Regions from separate parts of the Anas platyrhynchos genome. Here region 2 is linked to region 1. Evidence: chromatin contacts called from public Hi-C data. All regions are on one chromosome and are shown on one strand. Each heading gives the region's core, a stretch centred on a gene start, on an enhancer-like site or on the middle of the called end of the contact. The rest is flanking DNA. Distances are from core to core; before and after follow the strand shown. Region 1 overlaps AUTS2 (activator of transcription and developmental regulator AUTS2). Region 2 overlaps AUTS2 (activator of transcription and developmental regulator AUTS2).

Evidence for each region. Hi-C and Micro-C count contacts between places; a contact is called where the count stands out from the background.
Region 2: a Hi-C map of skeletal muscle shows a contact between it and region 1, with 2.2 times the contacts expected there. The contact joins two enhancer-like sites. A contact is called at or near these places in 2 of 8 Hi-C or Micro-C datasets (liver and skeletal muscle).

The regions. Positions count from the first base shown.
Region 1 is chr20:9,854,623-9,857,739 of IASCAAS_PekinDuck_T2T, forward strand. The region is part of intron 4 of AUTS2 (activator of transcription and developmental regulator AUTS2); the gene reads left to right. Among named protein-coding and RNA genes, the nearest start is that of GALNT17, 380 kb to the right of the region's middle. Within about 2 kb of position 1,484, at least 2 of the 8 cell types and tissues checked have an H3K27ac peak or open chromatin away from gene starts, as enhancers often do.
Region 2 is chr20:9,967,723-9,971,092 of IASCAAS_PekinDuck_T2T, forward strand. All of the region lies in intron 5 of AUTS2 (activator of transcription and developmental regulator AUTS2), which reads left to right. Among named protein-coding and RNA genes, the nearest start is that of GALNT17, 270 kb to the right of the region's middle. Within about 2 kb of position 1,514, at least 1 of the 8 cell types and tissues checked has an H3K27ac peak or open chromatin away from gene starts, as enhancers often do.

The sequences.
Region 1 (3,117 bases), core at 234-2,733:
TTACATCATCTAAAGTACACTGAAGATTTTGCAAACTGAGTCAAAGTTTACCGTGGTTTCTGCCAGCAAGCAGTTGAGCTCATGTTGTTTAAGGTCCCTGTGCAGTCTTGTGAAAATGGGCCATATCAATACCTAGTTTGTAGATTATTTCTTTCTGTCATTTTATGCAGTTTAGGTTTTGTTCATCAAATAAAATTTCAATTACACAAACCACTCAAAACCATGTCCAAAGAATTTTACAAGTTTTTTACAAATTTATTTATTGCTATTCACGGTCTAAGTTCTGTTGTTGTTGAAGAGTTAACATTTGCAATATTTCAGCTTGTTCTATTGATTACCCATGTACTGCTAGATCTCTGTGCAGTATTCTTATCACCGGAAAGAAAAACACTGCTAGTACTTCAGCTGAATGCTGTGGGTGAAAGTTCACTCATGAAGTGGGTGAAAGTTATTCTGGATTAGCATCATGAATTAGCTCAGTTCTAACTTCTTGCAAACTAGTACACATTAAGTCTTTTGTATATGCTGACTCTTGGCCACCTACCTGGCATTACTTGATTGCATGTCCATAGTAGAACTGCCGGGTTGGTTGGTGGTATGCTTGGTGAGATATGCGTAGGCGTTTAAGTAAGCCCTCCAAGAACACACCAATATGGTTGTCTTGACCAGAAGTCTGAAATCGAAATAGAGAGCAGCAGTCTCTAACATATCCCCTGAGCACCGTGTATGTTGCTTTTCCACCACTGAACACATCAGCAGTTGCTTCTTAGTGGAGACTGCTTCTTATGAATGCTATTCTGTGTGTTCTCTGGTCACTTCAGTTCGTGTGGATTCTCTTCTGAGATGTTTGTTTCATAGTGGTGAACCTCAGCCCCCAGGGACTCCTTTCCGTGATTTTCTTGGGACTGTAGTGGGCTATTAATCAGCCCATGTACTTTTTCACTTCCAGTCCCTTTGTAGAATTAGTTGAGTGGGATTTGTTGACTCTTCCTCCAACTTCTATATCTGATAAAATCATTGTCCCAAGAAGGGTCTCCTGTAGCTTCTATTTATGCTCTTATTACTGCCGCGTGCTTGCAGTTGTGCACAACGCTTGGACCCCCTTCAGCCCCTTCTCTCCCCACCCCCCCCCCCTTTTTTTGAATTACTAGCGGGTGACAAATAGCTACTGCTTTCCACTCCATTTCGCCAGGCACAGCTTCTTTCCTGTCCTCATGAGGTTTCTGACCTTTCAGTCAATGCCTTTTGCAGCCCCCCAGGGGCCTCCAGGGAGCTGTAATGGACTCACGTTAATTGCCTGTTGAAGGACAGAAGCAGTTCCTAGCAGGATGATTGGTGATCCCCCTGTGAGTACAGCTGTCCTGGTCAGTGAAAAGATTGATCTGACACACACAAACATTTCGGCTCACTGCTCAATGTGTCTCACAGAGCATGCACATAATCACTGCTCTGGCTTTAGTGGTTTCCTGTCTGCCCACACTGCACCGTGGGTCTATTTGCTAGTGCTGTGACTCAGAGGAGCGAGCGAACGAGAGACTATCCATTCTAATCCCCTTGTGGGTTACGGTAGTTTAGATAGAAGATACCCCACAGACTGCAGTATAATCCAAAGATTTATAAAGTCAGTCATATGGGTTGGTTTTCTTTTTTTTTTCATTGCTCTCAGTGGAAGCATATCTTCCATTCTGGCTTAAACATGTTTTAATGTAGTTTAAAGTGCAAGTGATGCACTTTTTAAAGTACACATGCATGCATCCAGGGGAAAAAACAAAACAAAACAAAATCAAAAAAAAAAAAAAACCCACAAACAGACAACAACAACAAAAAAGTCTCCCATTTCTGCTAAAATTAGGAAAGTGTAGGAATTTCTTTTACACTTCTTGCTTCTGTTCTTCTGCAGCTGGATAAACCATTATGTTCTCATTAGAACTGAGTATGGGTCAGTTTGCAGAGCTCTGTACAAATATTATTTTTTCCCACTTTTGCTTTGTATACATTCAACCTGTGTTAGGCTTCAAGCTCCAAATCTGAAATAAAAATTCTGCCAAAATCAGCAAACATGCTTTGATATTGCAAAGTTTTGACCTCAGATATTATCAACCTATGCATATTTTCTATCTGAAAATATTAATCAGTTCAAATCTACTCATTCATTGGCACATGTTCAACAAAAGATGTTTTCAACCTGGTCCGCGGTTTATCATTTGTAACAAAGGTTTTGCACAGTACTGGTCGCCACACAGATAAGCTTCTCCTGAAGTAAATCCCCAGTAAAGTTTAAAAGGATTGACCTAAGGGCTGCTTAAAAAGATTCTTCTTTTAGTTGCTTCATCCTCTCACCTCCATGCTTCACATTAGCCAGAAATGAGATGGTCCTGATTTAAATCCCTGAATCCAACCACCTGTGAACTTGGAGGAGTACAAAATCTGACACAGGATCTCAGTTCTTCAGGTAGCACTTGTGTTCATTAAGGCTTGGTCTAAAACCTCGTATCTAAATGTTTCATTGCATTAGAATGCATGATGCCCAAATACAAAAGTCTTACCTTGTGCTACCTTTCTATTTTAATTGGTGTTGCAAAATCTCATACAGAAACAAATACAATACAAAGCAATACAGCTAAAATCAATTTGTGACAAAATTTAGCAATTATATGTTTCTTGCGTTTTAGTAAATGTTCTGCTTTTCTGAAGTACAGACCAGTAAAGGAAGTTAGAAAGCAGCAGTGAGAATTCTAGAGATGATGAAAAATGGCAAGGATGAGGTAATTTGTCATTCTTTGGGGTCCTACAGACGTACAAACACAGACCTGCGAAATATTATTTCTCCAAGAAGCTGCTGTATTACAAGTGTCAATCAAAATACTGCATTCCTGTTCAGAACATTCTGCTCCAGAAATACATTATTCACAAGTGGAGGAAACTCAGAGGACAGCCACCCCTGGCAATTGCTGGGTACTCTATGTGTACTAAAGATAAGCTTTGCCGCGAGTTTTCTGGCCTTGCTACTACAGCTGTACTTAGCTGTTATTTCAATCCTGCATTTCATATTTAATACAGGTATGCATACAACCTTGGGCTAGGTTCAAATTTCAACAGATGAAAATGTTAGGGCTT
Region 2 (3,370 bases), core at 264-2,763, 110 kb after region 1:
GAGAGAGGCTTAGGAATTATTTGGCATCCCTTCTCCTAATCTATAACCCTAGGGGAGTTACAAGGAAAAGCAACCTCTTCCTGATGCTCTGCAGCCCTCCTGCGTGCAGCCAGGTGCAGTATTGCCATTGTGGTCCTGCCTCTGCTGTCCTGTGTTCATCTGAGGACTGTCCGCAGTGGCTGCTGCTCAGCAGATTGCAATGTTAAGCAGGTATTTTATGGAGAGATTATATTTCTGATGCAGAAGGCAGTTTAACTCCCAGGTATCACCTTTTGCTTAAAAACGAACAAACAACCCCCCCACACACCAAGCTGGTTCATAATTGTGTGCCTTTCCTTTCATGTGGTCCTATTTCCACGCATTTTGTCCCAAAGGCACCATGCCTCAGTGTCAAAAGGAGAAAACGTGAGTCTCCGTTCTCAGATGAGGGCCTGAGCGAGTGCCAGAACTCACAGGAGCATCCAGTCACACCTACCCGCAGTTCAGCTCGCCCTGTGATGTTAACAAGCGCTGCAGTGGCCAAGGAGAGCAAACACACCTCAGTGTTAACGGATGGAAATTCCATGTGAACGGAAAGCTTGTAGGACAGTAGCTCGCAGCTCACCCCAGCTGTCATAGCGGAGGCAGAATTAACCCTGCCCTTGTTCGCCCTGGGCTGGAAGCACAGTGCAGGCAGCATCGGTGCTGGAAGGGCCCCAACCACTGGCTCTTGTGTGAGCCTCCAGCTGCGCTGCCCTCACGCCCCGCTGCAGGCCGGGGTCACACTGCGGCACATCCCTCCCAGCCCTCCCTTCCCACTCGTCCTTCAGAGCTGACCTGACTCAGAACTGACTTGAAGCTCTACAGCAGCAGAAGCAAAGTCACATTCCCCAGTTCCCGGTTTCTCCACCCCTCTTCCTCCATCAGGTAAAGGAAAGTGCAAAACAATTGGTAAATAGCATGAGTCAGGGGCTTACATGGAAGTGTTTGCAAGATTTGATTGAAAGGAGGGAAACGTTGTGTGATGTAATTATTTAAATTCTGTAATAATTTTGCCTTCCTTTAATATGAAAGTTTTGTTTCTTTGGCTTTTAAATGGTCATTCTTTATCCACAGTCAGCTTTAGTCATGCCATTTTCCTTTTTCAATATGCCATTTTCCTCTTTTTCCCACCACTTTTCCTTTTTACAAATAGATTCTTTCAAAAACAATCACTTTAAAGAAAACAAATTCAGATCTTTATAAATCGCTCAAAAAGTTTAGAAAGATAACAAGGAAAGAAGTGTTTTTAAAATAAAAATGTTTTTATTCCTGTGTTTGCAGAAGCTAAAGTAGCAGATATGGATAGGGTAGGGTCTCTTCTGCTAGAGTGGCAGCTTTGTAGATCAGTGCACTGTTGTCTGCAGATTGCCCTTGTTTCTCTCCTCTGTGAGACAAAAACCCCCTTTGAAGTGAAACAGCAATGCAGAGTACTAGGGTAAAGGATCATGAAACAGGACATGACAGAGGATGGCTTGTAACCCAAATGGAATGGTGTAAATGAGCAACGCATGAGGAATGTAAAGAGAGGGGAGAGACACATCAAAATCACCTAACCATCTCTGATGTCTTTAGAAATGTAGAGAGACAGAAGAAGTAATACATATGACTCTCTTTAAATCATAAAAACTGTTTTTCACAAGTCAGTGGAAGTATGAAGGAGATTTCTGTAGAAGGCTGTGATCCTTGTAAAGTCCCTGCGAACTGCTCAGTGCAAATTAACATTTGGCAAGGGAAAGAAAAAATACCTTCAGCATTGCTTGGCCTTTTAACTACATAGACAACGTATTCGCACAGTGCAAGTGTTACTCTGTAAAAGGTCACAATCAATATTTGGCCTCTTTGGTGTGATGTCCTCTCTTCTTTGTGTCTTATGTACCCAGTTTTACCTGTCAAAACCAGTTTAACAAATTTCAGTTAATCTTGCTGGTGGAAGTCAAGGGAGTCTTCTGCTTCCCTTTGTCATCCCTACCCTTCCACTCCGGCTGCAGATGCTCAGAGTGCAGGGTTATTTTTTTTGTGACATTGCACAAATAGCTTGAACTGGCACAGAGAAATATTTGGAGCAGTTCAAGCTTTGTATCCAGACATCTGACTTGTGATGGCAATAAATTGGTGAGAGGTTTTCCTGTTCAGCTTCCTGCCTTGATGTTGTCCATCAAAAGAAGCTATTCCCAGTAGAAGTCTCTTGAAATATATTTCTTTCCTTTGCACATCTAACAGACTGAGTGTTAACAGAGCGGTGGGGATAAGAAGCAGCTCTCCCTGCGAAGGGGTTACAGGTAGCTGCCTTGGGTGGGCGTCCTTTTCCATTACTCATTGGCAAAGGATACTGGGCTAGATGGATCCTTGGCCCCACATCCAGCAGCACTGCATGATATCTTCCTTGTTTTCTGGGCTGATCCACCTGAAAGGGAGGCAGGGAATTGTGAGGTACTCAAGTCCTCTTATTTCTTGGAAAAAAATGGAAAGATGGTGCTCCAAAGTATATTTTTAATTGAACTAATGTATATATTGCAAGAGTATGCCTTACATATTTCAAAAGATGTACAGGTATAAACCTTTTCTGCCAGCAGAATAAATTAGGAGTGATTTTCCTGCAGTGGCACTGGTATAAGTTAATCCTAAATGAAGAAGGACTCTGCCTCAAGTGTGTGGCTTTTTTAATGAGAGGCAAGAGGGTGAAAGTGCTATCTCAGTCCCTGTTCCCAACTGGATTTTACCAGTGCCATACTTTAAAACCCCATCCCAGCTCAGCCTCTGGGATCCTGTTTTAAACAGAAAAAGGTACGTGCTGGCCTGTCCACTCAAATTGGCAGCAGCGTGCGAGTTGCTAAGGATGATAGAGCCTGGGGCTTTGCTGGTGGGGAATATTTTCCACATCCCATCTGCATCCCTCTAGAACTTGACCATTAGTCAGGCTACTTCTAAATGATGCATCTCTTTTAGAGATTTCTACTGATAACAAATGAAAGAGCATTTTTTTTCCTTACCTCATTATGCAGGCAGCTGTGTGACAGCGTTCTGACAAACTGTGTTATCTCAGGCTTCCAGCTGCAAGCTGTTCTCATCAATACTGCTGCGAACTGTTTCCTACTAACCCTTTCGCCTTTATGCCCAGTTTTATCAGAATTTAATTTTAATGTGAGGACAGTCAAATATAATGCCAGATGTGGGGAGCAGATAGGTTCCTTTGTATAAGGACATAGCAGGGGAGGCCTTCTAAAGACCCAGCCACACGGAGTGCAGAAGGACTGTGCTGGAATCATTATGTTTGATTCCCGTTGATTTTTTTTTTTTAATATGGTTATTATTATTATTATAAAGTTGCCATTTCAACCTCTCCTCACAC